3 separate regions of the Sus scrofa genome follow, and all the other regions are linked to region 2. Evidence: chromatin contacts called from public Hi-C data. All regions are on one chromosome and are shown on one strand. The core of a region is the stretch at or near the end of the contact, and the rest is flanking DNA. Distances in the headings are between cores, read along the strand shown.

Region 1 (4,206 bases), core at 11-2,510, 160 kb before region 2:
GCACCTCTTCTCTACAAAACTAATTGGACTGAATTTTAAGCGTCCTTCAATTGAATTCAACTACTGGAGTACAGTCCTTCATAAGAAATTTAATCATGTGGAAAAAAAAAAAATACTGAGAATAGTACCTGACCAACCAGAGTAGAAGGATTTTCAAAGTCCCTAACGACCTATCATTAAACAAAGAATATTTCATAAAAGTTTAAATATTTTCAATATGCGGTGTATAATTATTTATCCAATGGAATATATCTAGTATAAACAGTTCACTACCTACACAAATATTTTAATTTTCTGGGAAATTAAGAAAAGAAGGTACTAGAAGGGTGTGGCAACTCATCCAAGGTCACACAACAAGTCAGGGCAGAGATCAACATTCTGGTTTAGACCAACCCTCCCAGCGAAATGGCACTGACTGCTTCCAGAAAGACTTGTTTTGCTCCACACCACAGAGAAAAAGAAGGGGGAGACTGTTCCTTTAGTTTAAAACTTGTACATAGAAAAAGGGAGCTGGCTCGCAGTAAACGCGCACTCGTGCAGGGAGGAGAGCCGGAGCACCGCGGGCCAGAAGCCCCATCTCCCGCCGGGTTAAAGCCTCCGCTCAGAAAAGTCCGGGAGTTTTCCGTCACAGGCGGGCACGAAGGAAAGAAACGTGGGGTCTCCTTCGGATGTGGGGAGAAAAACCAACAGAAGAAACGACCTAGTGTGACCCGTTCCGCCTCCAAGAGTGGGGGGAAAGAAACAAACGAAATAATAAAAATAACAGAGACAGTGGCGTTGGATCCGCCGGGAGGGGAACTGGGAACATGGAGAAGCAACTGCCTGGCCAGCTAGCGGGGAGCCAGGCCGCGAACCCTGTGCACGCACCCTCCCGCCCGAGGCCCACCCCAACCGCTGACGAGCCAAGAAAAGTCTGCTGGGCAGCGGGTCAGCGAGACCGAGCCACCACCTCGGACGGCCTCGCACCTCAGCCCCCCACGCTCACCCTCACCCGCGACAGCCTCGGGACGCCCCGGACGGAGCTGGAAGAGGGCCGGACTCGGCTTGCCCACAATCCCCACTCCCTCACCTGGCCCAGGCCCCTGCCCCAGAAAAGGTGAAAGACGCGGCGGTGGCAGCGGCTGCTCGCGACAGAAACCCTCGGCGGTGGTGGAGGCGGCGGCTCCGACCCACAGCCCTAATCTACCGCCGCCGCCATGTTGGCGGGTGACGTCACCCAGCGTGCTTCCGTCACCGCTAGCGTCAGGGCGGGGCGCTGGGCGCGCCGCAAGGGGGCGGATCCGCACTCCAGAAAGGAAGTACTGACCACTGAGACTTGGAGGTTTCTTTGCGCAAACGTGACTCGGAAGAGCCACTCTCTCCTGACCTGACCACCGCTCTGTGGTTCCGGACGCTAGCCGGCTGTCGACAGCTGGGAAAAAGGTTGACTCTGGCGGCGGCGTGGGTAGTTGCGGCGCTGGGGAAGCTGGGCCTTGAGGGTGGGGCAACAGGGCACCGCAGAGAAGGAGCGTCTCTGCACTGATCTTTGGGTTTCCCCCTATCCCTCACTGCCCTGCGCTCGCCACACCATTCCCCACCACCTCCTCCCCGCCCCCGCAGCCAAATGAGGGGCAGTACGGTGTCTCAGCTGTGTTCTTGGGGAGCCACGGGGTCGTGCGCACGTGACACTACCTGGGAGGAGGAGCTGAAAGGCTAAAACCCTGATGGGAAGTGACTGCTAGCGGGGTCCAGGGTTTCTTTTTGGGGCGATGAAGATGTTTTCAAGGCGCTCCCCTCGTGGCTCAGTGGTTAACGAATCCGGCTAGGAACCATGATGTTGCGGGTTCGATCCCTGGCCTCGCTCAGTATGTTAAGGATCTGGCGTTGCTGTGGCTCTGGAGTAGGCCAGCGGCTACAGCTGCTATTCGACCTCTAGCCTGGCAACCTCCACATGCCGCAGAAGCGGCCCTAGAAAAGGCAAAAAGACAAAAACTAAAAAGAATAAACCAGGATTGCGTTTGGTTTTTACATTTTTTAACAGTGTCATAGGCTTAAATTTAAAAACTTAAGGAGTTCCCATTGCAGTGCAACAGAAACAAATCCCAGTAGTAACCATGAGGTTGTGGTTTTAATCCCTGGCGTAGCTCAGTGAGTTAAAGATCTGGCGTTGCCATGAGCTGTGGTGTAAGTTGCAGACGTGGCTCTGATCCTGCGTTGCTGTGGCTGTGGTGTATGCCAGCAGCTGTAGTCCTGATTCGACCCCTAGCCTGGGAATTCGTATGCCGCAGGTTCGGACCTAAAAAAAAAGCAATAAAAACATTTGGAGTTCCTTTGATGGAGCAGCAGAAACAAATCTGACTAGGAACCGTGAGGCTGCAGGTTCGATCCCTGGCTTCATGCATAGGGTTAAGGATCCGGCATTGCTGTGAGCTGTGCTATAGGTCGCAGACACAGCTCAGATCTGGCATTGCTGTAACTCCGATTTGACCCCTAGCTTGGAAACCTTCATAGGCCGAGGGTGCGGTCCTAAAATACAAAAAAAAATAAAAATAAAAATAAGTTGACTTTGGAGTTCCCAGATGGCTTAGGGAGTTGGGGATCTAGTGTTGTTGCTGCTGTGGCATGGGTTTGATCCCTGGCCCCAGAACTTACACATGGCATGGACACAACCCCCCCCAAATCTACTTTCTAAAAAAAAAAAAAAATTATATACAATGGAAATTTCTCAGCAATAAAACCAAAATGAATCACTGATAAATGTGACAATATGGATTAATCTCAAGAGAATTGTGTTGAGTGAAAGAAGTGAAACACAAAAATGAACATCTGTGTGATTCAATCTATGTGAATTTCAGGAACAGGCAAATTTAATAAAAAATAATGGTTATAGGCGTTCCTGTTGTGGCTCAGGGGAGACGAACCCGACTAATATCCATGAAGATATGGGTTCCAACTCTGGTGCTGTTTAGCAGGTTGAGGATGCAGTGTTGCAGAGAGCTCTGGTGTAGGTTGTAGACATGGTTCCCACCCTGTATTGCTGTGGCTGTGATGTGGGCCGGCAGCTGTAGCTCTGATTCAATCCCTAGGCTGGGAACTTCCATATGCCACACCTGTAGCCCTAAAAAGAAAAAAAAAAAAAGTTTATAGAAGTCAGCACTGTTAACTGAGAGTATGGGATCAATTAGAAAAGAACTTACTTTCTAGATTGAGGATATAGTGTGCTAGTTACACAGGTATCAGAAGTCATCTAATTGTAGGTCTATGCAGTTAATTGTATGTAAATTTCAAAAACCACAGTAAATCTGTGTAGTTAGATTACCAATTTGCTACGTTAGGTAAATTTCTTTCATATTGCTTTCTGTTTTAAGGTTTGCTTTGTTCCCCCTTTTTTTCATTTTTTTAATGTGTACCAAAGGGACAGAATATAGGCCAGTGGAATAGAATACAAAGTCCAGAATGGTCAACTGAGTGAGTTCCTGTTGCTCAGTGGTAACGAACCCAACTAGTATCAATGAGGACAAGGGTTCAATCACTGGCCTCAGGGGGTTAAGGATCCGGTGTTGCCATTACCATGAGCTTCGGTGTAGATCATAGATGTGGCTTGGATCTGGCGTGGCTGTGGTGTGGGCTGGCAGCTGTAGCTGCAGTTTGATCCCTAGCTTGGGAACTTACATATGCTGCAAGTGTGGCCCTAAAAAAACAAAAACAAAAAACCAAACAGAATAGTCAATTGATTCCTTTTTCTTTTTCTTTAAAATTTATTTTTATTTTTTTATTGTTATTTCCCTAATAACAATTTTTTTCCCTACTGTACAGCAAGGTGACCCAATTACACATACATGTACACATTCTATTTTCTCACATTAGCATGCTCCATTATAAGTGACTAGACATAGTTCCCAGCACTACACAGCAGGATCTCATCGCTAATCTCAATTGATTTCTGACAGAGACAATTCAATGGAGAAAGGGATAGTCTTTTCACCAAATAGTGTAAAATAACATAGTTCTTTTACAGAAATTATTTGACTTAAATCACAAGCAGTTCACTTCTTTCTACTGGTGCGTGTGTGTTTTCCAACAGATCTTGAGAGTGACACAGTCCTAGACTGCAGCCTGATGGTGTAAGATCTGAACTCTAGATTCCACTTGTTTTATTTATTGTCATTCATCAGTTACTTATTGGACGCCTACTATGTATGTGCCCAGCACCGTGCTGGATGCCAG
Region 2 (3,861 bases), core at 604-3,103:
GTTTCTATCTTTTAAAATTGCAGTAAATTAAGAATGTAGGGCCTTTCCAGCTGTCCCAATAGACACATCTCAATATTGGTGTCATTTGCTGTTTTGAAGAAAGCCCTTCCAGTGCATCATAAACTCTAACCAAGGGACTGTTTCTCAAAATGTCAAGACAATAAACTATTACTTTAAAAAAATCACCTAAGCAAAAAAAATACAACAAATTTATTTGTACTTAAAGAATCAAAACTGATAATGTTCTGAGTTCTGCGCCACTGAGTCAAATTTGCTAGAAGCCTAAAAATTACTCCAAAATTTTAATTTTCTGATTATTACTGAAGACTTTAAGTTAAAATCTGCATTCCTCAAATTCATCAAAACACACCTCTATGTGAAAAGGATTATACAAGAACTGCAATGGTGAAAGTCACTATCAGTTACCCATCTACTGAACATCTCCAAATATAAACAGATATGGATAATTATCAAAATATGCATACGCTAGATTCCAAATACTAATTCGTGTTGTATATACTTCAAATAGTACACACTTTTAACAACCAGAAACGTGTCAATTCCAAGAAATGCTGAGATCAAAAGAGAGAATAGTCATCTCAAGTGGCCCTGATTATTCACCTGCAACAACGATTTTTCATTTCAGTTATACGTACAAATTGGACCTCTCAGATCAGATTACATTTCCTTTAGGAATTAAAGCAGCTAATACTTAAAACCACAAGTTTATCTCTTAGAACATAAGAAGTGATTTATAGATTAGATTTCTGTACAACTTAGAGCGAAATTAGTTACCTCTATTTTTCCATCAACAAAATCCGAATACACGGATTTGGAAAGATGAAGTTTTTCCACAGGATTTTCAGACGGGTCCTTAAACTCTAAACCTGGGATTCAGCAGCACCTCAGTTTTACTACATCCCAGAGAGAAAATGGGGTAGGGGCAAGTTTAGCAGCACCACGACGGCATTGTCACCAGCAACACCTCCCACCGCAGCCACCATTTTGAGCAGCAGAATTAAAGTGCCGAGTGCTTTTACCAACTAAAAGAAACAGGATTTTCGGAAGAGTTGTGAATCAAGTCTTGACTTTCAACACTCCCAAATCTCTCATTTCTGCGCCCGTTTCTCTGAGCCGCCGCGGACCGTCGCCCCGCCAGCTCGTTTAGTCGAAGCCGTGCTCGTCCGAGTGGCGTCCCAACTTTGAGAACAAGCGTGCGGCCGGTACCCACACCCGCACCGGGCCGCAGCATTGTGGCCGCCGGCGCGCCCGCTCCCCGCCCGCCGCGCCTCCCCGGGCGCCTGACCCACGCGCTCCGCCCGGCCGGCCGCGCCGGGCCCCGCACCTTTGTCCGCAGCCGCGGGCACCGGCCGGCCGCGCGCTGGGCCCAGGCGGCCGGGGGAGGGGTCGCGGCGCCGGCCGGGGGCGCCCGCCCGCCCGCCCGGCCCCACAAAGCCCGCCGCCCGCTCCCCGGCCGCCGACTCCGCACAGGGCTCGCGGGGACGCCCGGGACTAACGGCCCAACTTTCCCTGTCGCCCGATCCCCTCAGCCCGGCCCCGGCCCCGCCCGCCCTCCCGGCCCGCGCACCTCGATCTCGAAGTCCGGCAGGCGGAACGCCGTGCGGAAGAGCGAGCAGAAGTGAGCGATGGCCGGCACTTCCCACCACGAGCGCAGCTCGCCCAGCGCCGCCGCGCCGCCCTCTTCGGGGCGCATCTCCGGCCGCGCCGCCGCCTCCGCGCCCGCCGCCCGCCTGCTCCCGGCGCCGCTCCGGCCGAGCTACCGCGGCGGCTGCCCCGGGCCCATCGCGCCGCGGCCCGGCCGCCCAGCCCGCACAATGTCGCCGCGGCCCGCGGGGAACAGATGGGCCGGGGGCGGGCAGGGGCGGGGCCTCGGCACAACAACAACCCCGCCCCCGCCCCCGCCCGCGGGCCGCGCGGGGCGGGGGAGGGGCGCCCGAGGGCCGGGGGGAGGGGCCGCGGGGCGAACACCGCCCCGCCCCCGCCGGGCCCCGCCCCCACGTGGCGGGTGGTCGCGCCCCGAGAGGCGGGCGGCGCCTCGCGGGGCTGAGCGCACGTGGGGCTGCGGGCGTGGGGTGGACCCGCACCCCCGCTGAGTGGGGGCCACCTGCCCCTCCCGGGTGGGCTACAACCCAGGCTCTCGGGCGCTGGTCCGGCCGGCCTGGGGGCTGCTGGGCGCCCGCGCTCCCCTCTCCGGCGCGGCCGTCACCGGGACCAGCCCGGGACGCTTAGCCGGGATGTTTTGGAGCGCTCCTCTGGGTCATTCTCTTCCTCACTTTATTCTCGTCTTTCTAGTAACCTGTTCTGTTTTTATAAGACAGCACTTATTAAAAACCCGGATTCTTAAAGAAAATGTATATTTACGTGTATCTTTCATGCGTCAGAATATTTCGTCCATCCAACACAGGCTCGCACCGCCTTCCCCCAACCGCCCTGGCACCGAAACAGCACAAAACTTGGGCAGTTCTGCTCTTTTATTACCTGGAACCATTGAACGATTTAAAATTCATCCTTAAATTCTACCGTGTGTTCTGATCATTGACAAAAATGAGCACATATCTAAATACCCCCAAAACAGCAGAGGCTGCATTTTTGTGTTGATAAGGCCCAGCTCTCCTGTAGATGCCCTGTTGGTGGAAGACCTGTGCGCACTGTGGAATTAATCACATGCCCTGAATTCGCCGTTTTTGTCCCCGACTCTCTTCCTTTGCCCACAGATCAGACTGACTTTGCATGCTTTTCCCTCTCTTTTGTGCAAGGGTTCCTGCTTCACTTCACATTTGTTTCTAATCCATGACATCCTGCCTCTGCTTTCCCCACCTTTTCCTGGTTCTCCTCTGTCTCCTCATTCTGCCCTTTATCCTTTACTGCTGATTAACCTTCTTACCTGCCTCCCAGGGGTCAGGACTGCCAGGCTGGAAGTAACAGCTCCTAGAATGTCACATACTAGGACCAGATTTGGTTACCCTGGCATGCTTGCATGAAGGCTGCCCTCCCCACACCATTGCCCAGTCCTGGACACCAGCCAAGCTGTCCTGGAGCTGGGGATCCTCAGTGGTGGGGAGGCTGGCTGCCTCCTGCCCCTTCCTCAGCATTCTTTCCTCCTGCCGCCTTTTTCTTATGAGGGTCACCTGTCAGTGTCCACGTGGACGGCACACAGCTCTATACATGTTTCTCTCTCTCCTCTAACTCTGGTCCCCTGTGCTCTTGACTGGCCCGCTCTCACACCAGCCAGAACCAGTCCTGTCCCTCCAGACATGTTTTGTGTCTTCTGGGGCTAAAGGTGTGGCCTCTGGGTTCCCTGCCTTTGGGCTCCAGGTAAAGCCTGGCATCTGCACCCACCCTGCCTCTGCTGGAATTGATACCCTGAAGCTGAACATTTGTCCCACCTTCCCCCCAAGACTTAACTGCCTCAAATCTGTTTTCTGGACTGACTTTGGCCTAACCTGGATCACTGCCCCCTGTGCCTCCGTGTTGGACACTGGCCTCTTCTCCCTACTTACTGCCTTTCCATCCTGGCCCATTCCTCATCCTCTAAACACCAGCTGTGGGTATCGTGTTCCCAGCACATGCACAGCTCATATTTTCTTTCCCTTTCTCTCTCTTGCCTCTTTTCTGTTTGTGAGCCAGTGCTGTTGATCTCAGATGACCTTGCAATGCCCAGAGTAATTCTCTTCCAGATTTGCCACAACCTTCAGTTCTATGTCATTTTCTAATGAAATGTTTTCCATTAAACACACACACACACACACACACACACACACACACACAAAACCTAGCCTGGGAACTTCCATATGCTGCAGATTCAGCCCTAAAATCCCCAAACACACGCAATAATTAGTT
Region 3 (3,924 bases), core at 1,410-3,909, 160 kb after region 2:
TCCACTCCCTGCATTTCCCAGACATCACCAAGCACCTGGTAAAGAGAAGGGGGCTGGGAAGTCCCACACACAGCCCTGCTTTGAACCACTTTGGCCAGTCACCTAACTTCTCCAAGACAGGGTAATGGTGCCAGCTTGCTGAGAGCTCTCGATGTCATGGCACAGAGGCTGGCGCAAAGCCTGGCACGCCCAGCCCCACAAGCCCCTAGCACATCCAGCGTGTTATGTGGTCTCCCTGTAACCTGGTGAGGACAGGGTGGAGGGGAGACTCAGGGTCCCCTGGGTTTTGAGGTGCTGAATCCAAGCAGCCAGGGGCAAACTGTGGTGGTCTCTGCCGATCACTGATCTTCGGGCAGAGCTGCCATGCTTCACCACTCACCCTCTCCTCCTTCCTTCCACTCCACAGATATCTGTCCGTGCCCAAGGCCTGTGCCTGCAGCACTGGGCTGTAGGTAGTGAAATCAGGATTGCAAACCCAAGTCCTCTGAGGTCCAGTGCGTGGCTTTCCCTCCGCCACTATGTGGTGTTGCATCCACAGAAACACCAGCAGCAGAGACATCTGGAGGGCTAAGCCTATCTCTTTTCCAAGACACTAATCACTGAACAGGGGGCCCATGGCCCTGGAGTGTCTGTGCGCCAGGTGTACGGGAAGCAGGTGGGAGGAAGGGACAGCCAGGGAGACAGACAAATCTGGCCAAGTATTCTTCTCTAGTGCCCCCTGCCGCCGCCCCCCCTCCCCCAATGAGGCTGAACCTCTGCTCCACTGAGCAGCTGAGGTCACACCCTTTCAGTCCAGCTCAGTGGAGCCCTGCCCTCCATTTCCAGCTGCATCTCTCTCTCACTTTCCTGCCACACACACCCTCCGCTTCTCATCCTGACCCCCTCTGAGGCCTTGGCTCAGCTCTTTCCATGTCATGGAGAGCTCCAGATCTCTGCCTTGAAGCCTCCACCATCCCTCAGGGCTGCGCAAATATCCTCTCTGCCCAAAGACCACTCGGCTGGAAGGAGTGTCTCTTTCCCAGATGGAACGTCGCACTCGCACTGGCTGTACAAAGAGCACTGGCCACAGGCTGGCTGGCGCTGCAGTTGCCTACTGCTGGGTGATTCACTGCCCTGGTCATCAGGGTTCAGGGAGTGTGTCTTTGCCATTTCAGTCCCTTGTATTTTGCAGACACCTGGTAAATGGTCATCAAAACCTGAACCTGGGTCCTGGACAGGAGATACTTCTACATCCACCCCCGGGGAAGGACCTGCTGAGCGTGTGTCCCTGCTCTGCCCAGGAATGGGAGTCACGAGGACATTTCCCAACATCTTCCATGTTAAGAAAAGTTTCTGCTAAATGGTCACTGGCCCTCTACCCCACCCTCTTGTGGTAAATCCTCCACAAAATTAGATGAGAAATACAGCTTTAGTGTTTCACATCCTGTGACTCAGAAACTGAGCGTTATTTCTTAGGGTCAGTGGAAGTGGGGGGGCAGGCAAAGCAAGACGAGCCAGGGGAGAGGACAGCATGGCCGGGAGAGGCTGTGTGCCCAGCACGGGGGTTCTTTTCTCTGAAGGGCCGCCTCCACCCCAAGGCCACTACCGGCGGTGGGTGTGTCGATTCCTGTGGGCACAGCAGGGCAACTGCCTGGCGGATTTAGACCCGCAGGACCCCAGACCCAGGTGGTGGGGGCTGGAAGGGCGGCATCCTACCTCCCCCCAGGGCTCGGCCAAAGGGATCAGCAAGTTGCCCGGACAACTTTTCGCGGAGGGTGCCTCCCGCAGCGCCGGGGCCGGAGCGTCGGGGCTGCGAACACGGGATCCCTAGGGGCGCGAGTTCCAGTGGAGGAGGGCTCGATGACCCCGGCCGGAAGCCGGTCCAGTCCCGCCTTGCCCTCCGCAGGCCCCTCCCCACCCTCTTCTAACCAGCCCGCCTCGTCTCCGGCCGGCCGCGCCTCCTAGTCCTTCCCCAAAGTGTGGGGCCCAGCGGAGTTGCCACCCCTCCCGCCGGGACGCCGGCTCCTGTTGTGCAACCCGCGCTGCGCGATCTTTCCCCGAAAACCCCGTCTCCCCCGGGTCCACACCGCAACTCCCGCCGCTCTTGGGAACCCTCCCCAGGCCGGCCCGCTGTTGTGCCCAAGCCTCGGACCCTGGAGACCCCGAGCAGACTTCCTGCCCACTCGGCGGCCCCGCGCCCTCGGCCCTCAGCCCTGGGCCGACCCCTCCCCACCTGGCAGCATCCTCGGCCCCCGCTCTCGGGTAACGCGCCGAGTCTCACCTGCTGGGCGCACACGGGTGCCGGGTGGTCCAAGAGCCTCGGGGCGGCGCGACCCAGACCCAGCGCGCGCAGGAACAGGAAGAGGAGCAGGAGAAGCAGCCCCAGAGGAGACCCCGGGGACAGGCGCTGCCCGTGTCGCAGAGGCCGCATGGCCCCGGCCCTTCGCGGAGGGCTGCCGCCCGAGCTGGGGGCGCAGCGAGGGCGTGCCCCGGGCTTCCCCTCGGCCGAGTCCCAAGTCGCCTGCTTCCGGCTTCCAGCCCTGCCCCCGGCGGGCGGCGCGGAGGGGAAGGCTCGGGCCGGGACAGTCCTTCCACGGGTTCCTCCCAGACTAGCGTCCCAGGTGCGCGCTCCTCCCCGGCTCCTGCTCGCTCCCCTCCCCGCACTCCTCTGGCTCCTCCCCAGCTCCTCTCCGGCTCCTCCCCGACACCCCCAGGCCCCTCCCCGTGCTCCTCCTGCCCCGCCTGCGCTGCGAACCCCAGGCCAGCGTCTTCTGCACTCCAGCTCAGCCTGCTCGCGTATTCCACCCCCGCTCTTGCCGTCAGCCGGTAAAACTCTAACCCCTTCCCCTTGAGTTTTCTTTTCCGTCAGAGGAAGTCCTTTCCCGCAGTCCCTGTCTCTCTCTATCCTGGCTCTTTTCCCCCGATTTTGCTCGGCTTCGCTGGCTTTGCCGCCTCCTGAGGCAGGGACAGCTCTGCGCTCCGACGCTGGATCCGAGCGAGGGTTGGTGCGCTAGCCCTCAAGCAGCTGCGCGGGCTCTGGGCCTCATCTGCTCTCGGCCTTCTGTGCCCCCAGCCGAGCCGGCGTGTTCGCCAGAGACACGCTCCACGTCTGCTGAGGGTCCGCCTGGCTGCTCACCTCTACTTAGTTCCCTTCCCGAGGAGCCTGGCTTTGGAGCGTGCGCACTGAGTCCACTCCTTCCCGGTCCTGCAAGACCCCCAGTCCCCCGGGCGGCCTCCTTCCAGCCTCGGACCCTGCCATTTCATCCTACACGCTGACAGTTTTGTCTCCGGAAAAGTGCGCTTTTCACCCTTTTTCTTTCTTCATCCTAAGCCCACCGTCGGCTGCATTTCCTTCCCTGTGAACTCTGACCGCCGCTGCTGGCCTCCGATGCCCGCTCTTAGCTTTCTGTTATGTGGACAGACCGACCTGTGACCGACCTAAGATTCCGTGATACTTGACCCCAAATATTTCAGCAAGCATCTCCTAAGAGGAAGGACAGTTTGCTACCTGAACATAACACCTTATTACACCTAAGAATTTAACAATAACTACCTAAGTTCAGCTCATATTCAGATTTTCCCAAATGTCCCAATGTGTGGAGTTTTTTGTTTTTTGTTTTGTTTTTGTTTTCGGCTGCCCCTCAGCATGTGGAGTTCCCAGGCCAGAGATCAGATCCGAGCCACAGTAGTGACCTAAGCCGCAGCTGCAGTTACATGAAATCCTTAACCCACCGTCCCAGGCCAGGAATGGAACTTGCATCTTGTGCTCCCAAGACGCTGCTGATCCCTTTGTGCCACAGCGGGAACTCCTGACCCAACTATTTTTATAGTTGCTTTTCATAAACCAGGGTTCACTTAAGTTTTACATACTGCAGGAGGTTATGTTAGGTCTCTTTAAATATAGGACATTTCCCTCACCATTTTTGTTTTTTGAAAGGGCGTTGA

Evidence for each region. Hi-C and Micro-C count contacts between places; a contact is called where the count stands out from the background.
Region 1: a Hi-C map of skeletal muscle shows a contact between it and region 2, with 3 times the contacts expected there. The contact joins the promoter of BCL2L13 here to the promoter of LOC100737051 in region 2. A contact is called at or near these places in 2 of 47 Hi-C or Micro-C datasets (heart right ventricle and skeletal muscle).
Region 3: a contact with region 2 is called in a Hi-C map of liver, with 2.1 times the contacts expected there. The contact joins the promoter of IL17RA here to the promoter of LOC100737051 in region 2. A contact is called at or near these places in 2 of 47 Hi-C or Micro-C datasets (heart right ventricle and liver).

What each region holds. Positions count from the first base shown.
Region 1 is chr5:69,776,344-69,780,549 of Sscrofa11.1, reverse strand. It overlaps BCL2L13 (bcl-2-like protein 13), which reads right to left and starts at 1,260. Exons shown (of 7, transcript XM_003126595.6): 1 at 1,070-1,260.
Region 2 is chr5:69,619,863-69,623,723 of Sscrofa11.1, reverse strand. It overlaps LOC100737051 (cat eye syndrome critical region protein 2), which reads right to left and starts at 1,853. Exons shown (of 19, transcript XM_021092503.1): 1 at 1,589-1,853. The coding sequence starts at 1,714.
Region 3 is chr5:69,460,015-69,463,938 of Sscrofa11.1, reverse strand. It overlaps IL17RA (interleukin-17 receptor A), which reads right to left and starts at 2,659. Exons shown (of 15, transcript XM_021092984.1): 1 at 2,261-2,659. The coding sequence starts at 2,410.